Linked DNA regions of Ovis aries: all the other regions are linked to region 1. Evidence: chromatin contacts called from public Hi-C data. All regions are on one chromosome and are shown on one strand. The core of a region is the stretch at or near the end of the contact, and the rest is flanking DNA. Distances in the headings are between cores, read along the strand shown.

Evidence for each region. Hi-C and Micro-C count contacts between places; a contact is called where the count stands out from the background.
Region 2: a contact with region 1 is called in a Hi-C map of hypothalamus, with 2.3 times the contacts expected there. The contact joins two enhancer-like sites. A contact is called at or near these places in 5 of 16 Hi-C or Micro-C datasets (hypothalamus, omental adipose tissue, skin fibroblasts and 1 more).
Region 3: a Hi-C map of hypothalamus shows a contact between it and region 1, with 4 times the contacts expected there. The contact joins the promoter of PBX1 here to the enhancer-like site in region 1. A contact is called at or near these places in 2 of 16 Hi-C or Micro-C datasets (hypothalamus and tail adipose tissue).

Annotation. Positions count from the first base shown.
Region 1 is chr1:116,733,896-116,737,927 of ARS-UI_Ramb_v3.0, reverse strand. All of the region lies in intron 2 of PBX1 (PBX homeobox 1), which reads right to left. Among named protein-coding and RNA genes, the nearest start is that of PBX1, 230 kb to the right of the region's middle. Within about 2 kb of position 1,892, at least 18 of the 54 cell types and tissues checked have an H3K27ac peak or open chromatin away from gene starts, as enhancers often do. A contact at or near this core is called in hypothalamus, where this site is marked.
Region 2 is chr1:116,581,154-116,584,874 of ARS-UI_Ramb_v3.0, reverse strand. The region is part of intron 2 of PBX1 (PBX homeobox 1); the gene reads right to left. Among named protein-coding and RNA genes, the nearest start is that of PBX1, 76 kb to the right of the region's middle. Within about 2 kb of position 1,919, at least 12 of the 54 cell types and tissues checked have an H3K27ac peak or open chromatin away from gene starts, as enhancers often do. A contact at or near this core is called in hypothalamus, where this site is marked.
Region 3 is chr1:116,504,814-116,509,017 of ARS-UI_Ramb_v3.0, reverse strand. PBX1 (PBX homeobox 1) reads right to left here and starts at 2,237. Exons shown (of 8, transcript XM_042257206.1): 1 at 1,400-2,237. The coding sequence starts at 1,590.

The sequences.
Region 1 (4,032 bases), core at 643-3,142:
TTTTTCTCTTAAACAATCCATGGGAAGCACGAACTGTCCACACAAAGTCTGCACACCTACCTACTTAATATTTTTCTTGATCTTAAAATCTAACTGCTTTTAAATGAAATAAAGGAAATGCTAAAGCTGCCAAGGACACTGAAAGGAGACACTGTAACCCCCTACCTACCAAAGAAGTCCCAGGACAGTCACAGCGGGTAAAGGGGGGGAAAAAAAACACACATACACACACAGGAAAGGGTTATCCTTTTGCTTAGCTTTCGTATCATTTGATGAATCCTGAATACAAATACTCTCTAAAAAGAAATTTGGATTCACTAGGATTTAATATAATAGGTTTCCAAATGTGGCCAAGAAGGAACAGGTATGATAGAAATGAAATGCATCTTGCTTGCAGTTATCCTTAGAGTTCAGGACACATAAATTGGCCCCAAACCAGAGATTTGAAGAAAATAAAAGAACAGAAAAAATAGGAAAAACAAACCCAACAGTCCTCTCCAAATTATACTCCTCAAATTATACTCAAATCATTATGAAAACAGAAATTTCAGAGTATGTATCAGAACCACTACCACAAAAACTATTCATACACACACAACATAAACAAAACAAAACCTTCCTCTTCTACTATCTAACACAGGAGATTCTGGTTCTGAGGGTCTTGGGCTATGCATGTGTGCTGCGACGAGGCCCGGATGGACCCGTAAAAACCCGGCATGGACAGATCTCTGCCCAGAAGGAGAGGATCTGAATGTACCACTATAAAGACGGGCGTTGGGATTCACTGATACAGAAGGCTGTTCAGCTAGTGAGTTAAAAAAAAAAAATCCCACCAACATTAAATAAATAAATGAAAAGGCCGATATGTCTAAGCCAAAGTGATGCTACCTATTTACTGCTTGAAGCCAGCACTCTGCCAAATAGGAGACAAAATGATTATTTAAAAGCTCCTTTTTTTATCTCTGTGGCACCACGCAAGTCTCAAATGAACCTTTCACCAGGACACCAGAGATGTTAACACTCATCCTCCAAGATCCAATTTCAACCAGCGGAGCTGTTACCTAATCCAGCAACCATCACATGTGATCAGGTTCCTGCTTCCCTGATGGGCGCCCCGCAGCCTCCCTCGCCTCCCCCCCTCTTTGCTCCCCAGCCCAACAGCTTTTACTCGGGTTTAAAGGGAAAAAAACCCCTGTTTATATCAGTACATACAGGATTTTAATACAGAGATTTGTACACTTCCATTGCCAAAAATAAAATCAACTGCAGTGGATTTGCTCTGCAAAGAGGGTCACGCAATAATATATTTAACCCTTTCGGTCATCATTCTTAAAGGAGTTTCCTTCTCACAGATCTAACCCCTCATGTAAGAGACTGGTCAAGACAGGTGAGTGACGTACACAGAAATTGTCACAGGCCCTTTAAAAAGCATCCGATGTCACCATCTACCTTGCTGCCATCACTGGCCCTGGGGTTAACTCTCTGGTGAACCGCCCAAGATAAGAAGGCTGTCACAGCACAGTCAGGGCTGCTCTCACAACTGATCTCCTGCTGGTCTTTCTTTGTTTCTTCACACGCGGAGAAAAACAAACCAAACCCAAAGGCAGCTTCAAGATCCTTGGCAGGAGGGCAGCAAGCGGGTTGTTTTGTCCTTGGCTGAGCCCTGACACCGATCCAGAGCAGCTCCACACAAAGCCCACTAGAGGGCACTCTTTCTTCACCAAGGACCGGTTGTGCTAGGTGGGCCGCTGTTTTCAGTCCCCAGGTTTTTTAGTGCCCGGGTAAGTGCCCCTGCTGAGATTCATGCTTCCAGGGGTGCAGCAGGCAGCACAGGAAGACAGCTTATCTACTGAGAGGGTCGTCTTCAAATCTGGACAGCAGTTCAGGGACCCAAAGCTGGGCTGACAGAGAGAGATGATGGACAGTCAACAGACAGGTGGTTTTTTGGGGGCTTCCCAGGGTGGTGCTACCGGTAAAGAACCTGCCTGCCAGTGCAGGAGACATAAGAGACATAGGTTCGATCCCTGGGTCAGGAAGATCCCCTAGAGGAGGGCATGACAACCCACTCCAGTATTCTTGCCTGGAGAATCCTGTGGACAGAGGAGCCTGGAGAGCTGCAGTCCAAAGGGTCGCAAAGAGTTGGACGTGACTGAGCGACTTAGCACACAAGCAGACAGGCGGTTAGGGAAAGGGCATGAGGTGTTCCCAGGATGGGGGCCCTCATGCTTTCTGGCCAATTTCTTTGCTTGATTCGAAGGCACAAGACTGAACCTCCATGCAGATTTTCCAGTCTACGAACTGGTCTTCAATACATATGACCAGAAAAGCTGGGATAGTGAAGCTCTCCCAGACTCAGCAAACCCTGCTCTGCCATCTTCCAGGGGGCAGAACTTTGGACAGAAGTATGGGACAAAAATACGCTGTCCTTGCATTTTTTAGAAATAGAGCAAAGTGCCTGCCTCCTGAAAATATCACAGTTAGATGTTTTATTTGTTCAGAAAGTACCTGTGCACAATGAATTGTATCACCTTATGGAACATGAAGTCATATTACAAACTTAGATAGCAGGTAACTGAAGATTACAAAGGCAGAGTAATTTCCCCAAAACCAAAGCAGATGGGACAAGCTACAACTAGAATCTAGGTCTTTAACTCTTACACACTTTATCCTTTACTCTAACATTAGGATTCTGTCACCAGTGGTAATCGGGTGGATGTGCTTTCAATTCTGTGTATGTGTGCGTGTATACACACACATGCACACAATGTCTTTTGTTGCTCAGGTTGTGGCTGACGTGCAAGACAGAAAGCAACCAGGCACAAGTTGAAGAAGGGAGGAAGTTCTTTCTACTGACCTCTTGATTTCCTTAAAATTTCCTGGTCTTCTTCAACTACTTCTTTCTGCCAATAGGACCATCATGATTAGAGCCATTGAGCCTTGTGATAGAATGCCCTCTTCTCTCTCAGAAAAACCCACTTACCGCAATCTCATCCTATTTCAAATCTCCATTTGAAATCTCCAAGAAACCTACCCAGATAGATAATAGCTAGAAATGACTGCCCTTGCCACTGAGCCACCAAGCAAGTATTAACGCTATCTACACCACAGACATGGAGAAGGTGATGGCACCCCACTCCAGTGCTCTTGCCTGGCAAATCCCATGGATGGAGGAGCCTGCTGGGCTGCAGTCCATGGGGTCGCTAAGAGTTGGACACGACTGAGCGACTTCACTTTCACTTTTCTCTTTCATGCATTGGAGAAGGAAATGGCAACCCACTCCAGTGTTCTTGCCTGGAGAATCCCAGGGACGGGGGAGCCTGGTGGGCTGCCGTCTATGGGGTCGCACAGAGTCAGACACGACTGAAGCGACTTAGCAGCAGTAGCAGCACACCACAGACACAGCATATCTCAGAGCCACCACCGTCACACCTGCCACCTCGCCAGCAAGGCTGCGAGCTTCTGAAAGGCTGTGATGACCTGTCCTCCACCTATGTATCCCCCCATGACCTCACAGAGCCTCTGGCACTGAGGACCTATTTGAGCATCTCCTAATGTATGAGAAAGAGTGCAGTGAGGACCTATTTGAGCATCTCCTAATGTATGAGAAAGAGTGCAGGAGGGAAGCCTGCAGGATGAGCTCTCCAATGACCCCTGTGTCAGTTCACTGTTTGTAAGGCAGTCAGCTCCTTAGATATTCGCTCTTTCTCCCTCTGGTCCAGTTATAGTTTGGACCAGAGTTACCTTCTGTTAGAGGCCCTTTCCCTCTGTCACCTCTTCCACCCCACTTCAAAAATCTGTCAAATCTACACTGTCATTAAGCTAGAGCCTCAGAACCCACAGCCTGGCATGTCCCCAGCAAGCCAACATTATCCATGATGAAGGCTCTGAGTGTTGGGGAAGGCCTGGCATGTGACTGGTACCTGGGGAGGAATTCCTAGGAGGGCTGACAGTGGCCCCCAGGGAAGGGGCTATGCATACCATGTTACCCAAAGGAGCCCTCTGCGGAACGCTCAGTTCACTCAAAAAATCACT
Region 2 (3,721 bases), core at 670-3,169, 150 kb after region 1:
ACGCCCTTAGCCCACTTCCTGTCTTTGGGTGATAAAGAAACAGATGCGCCAAATCCCACTGGAAGTTGGTGTCCCAGCATGCACTTGAACTCAGCAGCCCTCGGCTACAGCCCCTATCGTCCCAGCTTCATTGTTTTCAAGCTAGACTCACACAAGAATCACGCTCGTGTATATTTTTCTTTCAGTTTTATTTTCACTCAACTTTTAAATGTGTTAACTTTTCTAACAGCCCCTTTGGGAAGAATGAAAACAAGTTCTGCTATGCCCACCAGGCAATCCATCTCTTAATACCATCGGGGGCATATGTATTCCCTTCTACATCTGTTTCCAGGATTTTAGAAAATTCTCCAAGCATCATTCTGATTCTACTCCGAATTCAGTGAGATCATCCAAAGTGATAACCCTATTGGTATTTCATCATCATCTCAGTCCCTGCTAGAGAATTTTTCCCATCATTAAAATTAACAAGGTCCATTTCCCAAGTTCAAGATACTGAGTACTCCTGTGGGTGGAGTTTCGTTTCTCAAATTGAGCTACAGTTCTCTATGTGCGAAGTTACACTAAGCGTCATTTACTTTATTGCTACGTAATAAGAAACCAAAATGAAAGCGCTAAGCTCTCCTCCCAACACATCGTACACTTCGGCAGCCACACTCAAATACACACAAACCACACATTTCCAACTCAGCCCCTGGTTTCTCTGCATTTGTGACCACAAAAGGAACCTTACCACAGTTCAGAATCAATGGCTTGGCAGAAAACACTTGTGCCTTCTAAGCGGCCCAGGATCTAGCGTTACAGCCAATGTGAGAAGAAAGCCACAGTCCTTCCTGGACGTCTGACAAAGCCATGGTGTCCACACAGAAAGTAACCAGGGTGAAAGGACCCAACCAGATGGGAGGATTTCTGTTCTCTTCTCGACAGCCAGCAAACAGGTGACTCAATAGCTAGAGCTGAGTGTGGCCTTAGTCAACAGCCATAAAACATTCTAGTCTGACCACAAAATCATGGTGGAACCCTGGATCACCAAATAAAAGAGGTCCTCAACGCTACAGCACTCGTGAAAGGAAGAGGAGAGAGGATGAAAATAAAAACCCGATTTCATAAATGAGGTGGAAAGGAATTCTACAAGGGAACTATAAATGTAAGATCCCACACACCAGCTCGAAACAAGCTGGCCTCATCCCTGGTGTTCCAAGCTGAAATGAGATGTTTCCAAGATGGTCACAGAGAAAGGCAAGCAGTCACTCAGATCCACTCCTTCAGCCACCCTTGCAGCTACCTTTTCTTAGTTAGCTCAACCAATTTTGTTTGCTTTTTCCCCCCGTCTCTATAGGCCTGTGTTTCAGTAAAAATAAAATATAACTGTAACTGAGATCAAAAGGAAAAAGAGATTAAAAAAAAAAAAAAGATGTTAGGGGCTAAGACTGAAGCCTGGGAGGGGGTGCCCAGTGACTCCAGGCCACCAGATTTGTCAGAGCCCATTAACCCGAGCACGGAAAGGAGCTCACAGCTCCCACTGTTGGCTGATCAAAGTCCAATCAGAAAGTAAGGGAGGAACCCAGCCAGCCTCATGTGACCCAGTGCAGGAAGCCAAGTCTGAAAAGAATGAGCTGTGCTTGTGAATAAGGTGCACCCAGACATCTTTACTGAGCATGTTAGAGAGAAAGGGGGGCGGGGAAAGAGAGAGAAGGAGCCTATTTGAAGCAGCATCCTAACGAACCTTAATAAGTTAATGCAGAAATCCTCCCAAGGAGTCTGGCTATAGGAGACACTGGTCTCGCCTGAATCAAAATCTGTTATGTTGTAATATAATAGATGTAAATTAAAACAGAAAATCTATCATGCCCCTAATGTACCCTGATAGCTGAGTGTGTGGATCCGTCCGAGGAGCGGCACCAGGAGGAAGGGTGATGTATGGAGCAGCTGGATGGAGGGTGAAAAGCGTGGCGAGCCGCGCGGGAGGACGGTGCAGCCCGCTCGCGCGCCTCAGACCCAAGGGCAAGAGACGAATAAATGTTGATTAGTGTTGATTTTGTCCGACAAACGCCTGTCGAGTGACAGTTGGGCTAAGCTGCACTGAAAGAGAACCATTAATCTTGGTCTGGTTTAAGTAGAGTATATTAATTTGTGTCATTTTTACTAAGTCGTACGGAGAAAGGCCTCTTGCTGCTTTGCATATGACTGCTTTGGTGGTTCAGCCCAGTTCCCCTCCACACACTCCCCCCTTCCCCCACACCTCCACCCCCCCAGCACTTTTTAAAACAGATACCGGGATGGCAGCGGTGGCAGCAGCAAATTCAAATGACACAGCAGGGGAGCAGGGGACTGAGAGCTCCTCTCTTGGATTAAGAAAATAAACTCCCAGGGTGTTGGCATAGCAACAGCATTTCAGATGAACTGCTATATATTCAGTGATTAATAAATTAACATTTTTTACAGTTGTTCCTCCTTTCCTCCCCACCCCCAGCCTCGCTCTCACTCCCCCTTCCCCCCCCACACACTTCCACCTTCTCTCAGATGCATCTCTGCCTCCTCGAAGGGGAAAGAAAGGAGGCTAGCATATTTGCAGCCCCTGAGCTAACTCCTGTTCAGAGCTGCCGTCTCTAAAGACAGATACCGCAGCGTCTTGTCACTTATGAGGCCGTGAGGAGGCTGGGGGGCCAGGCGACAGACCCAGGCAGAACAAAGTTCAACAAGGTGCATGGAACACACTCAGTGTTTGGGCCTTTCCAAGACCTGACCGGCTAGGAAACAACTAACAGGTTTTGTTCTCCCCAAAAACACATACCTGGAAAAGGACCCTAAACAATATCCAACAGAGTCCTGACCTTCCCCTCTAGGGCTGCATGGAAAGGAAGTTTGTGCCCCTAGGATGGCGGTAGTTACGTTAGTAGGAAGCTGACACGTCCCTTTTTGAGTGGACAGTCATCCAACAGACACTACAACAAACGTGGGCAATTGGTGTTCCAGAAACAGAACCCGATGGGCATCATGAGGAAGGGAAGAACAAACAGACGCGAAGCGCCGTCAAGTTCAAAAAGCACTCTCTCTTCGAATCCTTTATGAAATGCCACTATGTTTAAGGCATCACAAAGGAAGAGGGGAAATGGTAAATTTTATTTCTTTACAGCACTCGCTTGCACCAGTGCCTTAGTAGAATCATCAGTCCAAGGGATACCCCAGCAGGTGTGGAACCAGGCCAGGTCTTGCTGCAAACCAGCCGCACCGACCTCAGCCTCTTGGGTGACACGTGGCCACAACATCCCTGACGGAGCCTTTGGTCGAATCGCCCTGAAATCTACAACTATAGGTTCTAAGAAAGCAGAAGGAATACTCAGTGAGCAACTTAGAAGCTGTCTCCAAAGCAGAAGAAAGAACAGACGTATTGTGTACGGGTCCAGAAGACAAAGCTGGCACAGGCTGTGGTGAGCCGGCAAACGTGTTCCTTCCTCGGTTAAACGGGAGATTAAATGATATAACCTTCTAGGTAGCTCGAGGCCAGTGCTGGAGATGATGAAAATAAATACAGTCCTACGAGGCTTAACACGAACCAGGTGCTGTTTCAATGGCTTTAGGAATATTGACTATGAGAACAATATCTATGAAACAGATACCACTGTTATCCTTCCTATCAAATAGATACTGAAGCAAAGAGAGGTTAAGTAATATGTCCAAGTCACCTAGCACATAAATGGCAGAGCTGGGGTTCAAACCCTAG
Region 3 (4,204 bases), core at 988-3,487, 230 kb after region 1:
AATAGCATAGTTCCAGTCTCTGAACCTTTCCAAGTTTTCAAGCACCCATAAACCTCAGGACTTTTGAGTTTACATGTTGCATGTGCTTACAGTTAAAATAAGAGTGTAATTCTATCATCCTTGAAATTGCTTCTTCTCATTTTCTCAATTCAAATTCCCATTTCTCTGAAACAAAAATACATATAATAATGTCTTCTTCATAGAACTAAGTCTTGTGAGGTAGAGAAACTGTGTACATATTACTTAAAAAACCAGCTACTTCTGAGATTTAATAAAGCTGGGTAACTGGAAAGACATATGTGGCCATTAGAGTGTCTTAAATTCTTCTTTTCAAGATCGGCCTTGGGCAAGCAGTTGGTGGGTTGCCATTTAGTTTATGTTTTGTTTTTTTAAAAGAGAATTTACTGTAAAATCCTAGAGTGGAGAACTATATACTTGGCAGTGGATTAACTGAGAAGCTACACAGCTTCTTTATAGTGCTTCCTTAATGAAGATCTTTGTGTCCTATAGGATGGAAATATATAAAATACACATTTGCCTTCATTTCTATTTTACTAGCATCTAAGAGGTCCTGAAAGAAGCATGGGAAAAAGAGTATGCTTGATTCCCCCCCGCCACCCCTTTTTAAAGAACCATACATTCTGTGCCACAGAAGGGTAGTAACCCTCTCAAAATAAGAGACAATAAAGTTACACTACATATCCGAGTCTCTAAAACCGAACAAACATGTTTAAAAGCAACACTATCTCTTCTTTACATCAGCCTTTTTGAAACAATTAAATGAATGCAAAATATTTTCTGGATGGCTGACAACTCCTGACAAAGAATTACTCTGCTTTTTTTTTTTTAATATGGAAAGGGGGAAAGATAAAAATTAATTTTAGAGGAGTACGTCCACACAGAAAATTCAAAGCTTCTGATTTACGTAAGGAGTCAACTATATTTGCAAATAAAGTGTTCATGGGACATTTTATTTTGTAATGTTACGGAGCCCCTCAACAAGAAGACATGCAATGCTGTTCAAAACTTGACAATTCTGCTCTCTCTGATACTTTTTTAAAGCAGTAAAAAGTGCCGAGGGCCGCTTTTGGATCAGTTGGCAGTATTTTCGGCTTGCCTGAGTGTTTGTGTGGATATATATGAAGATCTCTATATTCACACATACACAATATATGAAAATATACATACAGACAGCCACATCACCGCATGGGAGATTGCACTTTCGATAACAACGCTCCTTCAAATTTTACTCCTCCGCCATATAGTTGCTCGTCAAAATGGGCCAAGGAATAACATTTAAAAAGAAAGCGCTGTGGTGATTCGGTTCCCATTGTTTCCCCCAGCGAGAGGGAGAAAAACAAAAAACCCCAAGAAAGGAAAAGAAAAGCCTCCATCTCACCTGGCCTGCGCCTCATCCAAACTCTGGTCTGTGATGGTCATAATTTGCTGTAAAATGTCTCCAATGTCCTGCTTCCTCCCGCCCTCCCCCTCGGTCCCTCCGGCCCCATCCTGCAAGTGCTGGGACAGGCCGGGGTGTCCGGCCATCCCGACCCCAGCATGGGAATGCATCAGCCTGGGCTGCTCGTCCATCTCCAAAGGCAACGGCAGCCCCCGGCTCTTCCTCTTCTGCTCCTCGGCTCGGCTCCTGGGAAGCACCAAGGCTTTTTATCCTTCAAGCTGTCTTCAAATCCTTTTCAGGATAAACAGAGAAGGGGGAAAAAAGAAGACCAAAAGAAAAAAAAAAAAATCCCTTTGCCTCTTTAGAGGATGGTGGGAGGATGGGGAGTGGGGAGGGGGAGGGGGGCGTGAAGGGGTTGCGGGGTGAGGGTGGGGATAAGGACTGGTGGGGACGGGTGTTGACTCCAAAAAAAGCAAGGAAAATAAACCACCTTCCCACTTGACGAAAAGAAATCAGAGCTGGCTTTTGGTTTTTCAGTCCGTCTCCTTTGCAAGGCAGAAATGGGCTCCCGGCGCTTAAATCTGTGGCTTAATCCTTTTGCAAATATGCATTGGCCGGGAGAAAGGAGAGGAAGGCTGGGGGATTGCAATGCAAACTTTCCCCCCCCCCACCCCCCGCTACCCCCCACCCCCACTCCGGGCCAGAGTGATCTCAAAGGGGGTGGGCTGTTGCAAAAGCCAGATCTCCCCCAGCCACGGCGGCAAGGCAGAGCACAGAATCTCTCCTCCTCCGTGTCTCTGCAAACTCCAGCAGCCCCGTCAGCCTCCTGCTTTTGTTTAGCTCAGGCTCAGGACTCCAGAAACATATACAGAAAAACCACAGCCTGAGAGGAGGAGGAGAAGGAGGAGGAGGACGAGGAGGAGAGAGGAGGGGGCCGAGGAAAGGGGGGAGGAGGGAGGCGGGGAAGCCAGGAGGCGGGGGAGGGAAGGAGAGAGGAGGGCACTCGTAGCCCCGCCCCCTCCCCTGATTGGTCATTGGAGAAAAGACAGGCCCCTCCTCCCTCTACTTTCCTCCCTGCGCCTCCTCCTCGGCCTCCTTCGGCTCCTCCTCGCCCGGCGCCCTGTCAATCAGAGTTCAGAGGTGGGCTGGGAAGGAGGCCGAGCTAACACCGAGTCTCCAGTCCTTAAAGGTGCAATGATACCGTAGCGCCGGCTCGGTTAGTACGTTCCCACTTTTCCTTCCTGCCTCACTTGGATTCCGTCCTTTAGAAAAATGTGGCTCTACTTAAATACAAACGTATAAAATTAACACGAAAGAATATAGACAGTGTGGGTCTCCCCTGCAACCGGGTTTTTTTTTTTTCCTGTAACATTGCCGTTTAAAAGTTGATCTTTTTAATTCGTTAGACCTTAGGGAAACTGTTGTGAGCCAAAGTTTGTCAGCACGAAGTTGTTATGAAACACAATCGAGCTGTTAATATAATTAATAATGATCTCTAATAAATGGCATATGTAAAAATAGATTAAAAAGAACAATCACAATAGAGCTAAAAGGAATACTGAACCGTAACATTTTGGTTGCATGGAAACTAAATTATGGACTGTTAAACTAAATAATGCTGAAAAAAAGACTAATAAATAAGTTGACCAAATGAAACTAATTCAACATCTCTCTTTCTTTTCTCCCTGGGGGAAATTAGTTATTTGGCTTAAGTACTTAATAAAGAAATGCATTATCACAGTCTGGTTCTAGTTTTTAATATAGTTTAATAAGCATTATTAACTGGAATAAAGAGCAAACTGACATTGAATGCCTACTATGCACCAAGTAATTTGCATGAGTCATCCCCAAGACATTTCTGAGAGTTATGGATTATTAGTTCCACTTTACAGGGAGGGAACTTCAAACTGTTAAATAACTTCTCTGAGTCCCATAGTTATTAAGTGTCAAGGAAGGAGTGTCTCCATCTAACAGAAATGTATAAATAGTGTAAAAATTAGTTATGTACTCATCATGTTGGAAATGGGATTTATTTCCCTTTCGATGCTATTTTCGATGTTTTTTAAGATGCTTAAAATAATACACACATTGAAACACACTGACCCAAATTAAAAATAAGTAGGAGAGAATGAAAAAAAAATTAAATAAAATCAGGGGAAAATCCTAGTAAGAAACTCACAGCTAAAGTTCAATTCTGTTACTCTAGGTAGAGGTACCATCAGTTTGCCTCCTGTCTTAACATCTGGCATGTAAGAGAGAACTCTGACTGAGTCACGGTGGCCACAAGATAAAAGAGCATATGAATTGTTTCGGAAAAGGCAAGTATAGTGTTTTGGAATATAAAATATTATACTGTGTAGATAGTCCTCTTCCTGGATGACAGTGTAGCCAAAGGAAATGCATTGAACTTCTACAGACCTAAGTGTACTTCATCTGCAAAATAGATTGTAACCTCATCAGATGTGTTGAGATCCTCAACTAAAATGTTATTCTTTTCATCAGTCCAACTTCCTTCCCAATCAATACCAAAAAAAACAAGTTTTGCAAGATAAGGAGCTGAGCACTTCTCAAGCTCCTTGGTATTCTTTGGCGTGGGGGCATGCAGCAGGGAGTGTTAATTGCAATTCAGATGTCATAGGACTTGAAACAACTGTTCTATCCACATACATACCCTAACTTGTTAAATGGGTTTTTTAATCAACACTAATACTCTTCAAATCACATATCAATCACAGTGAACATGAGTTAGCACATACTTGACAATGTGCTGAAGTTATTGTGATGAAGTTATCACACCTTAAAGCA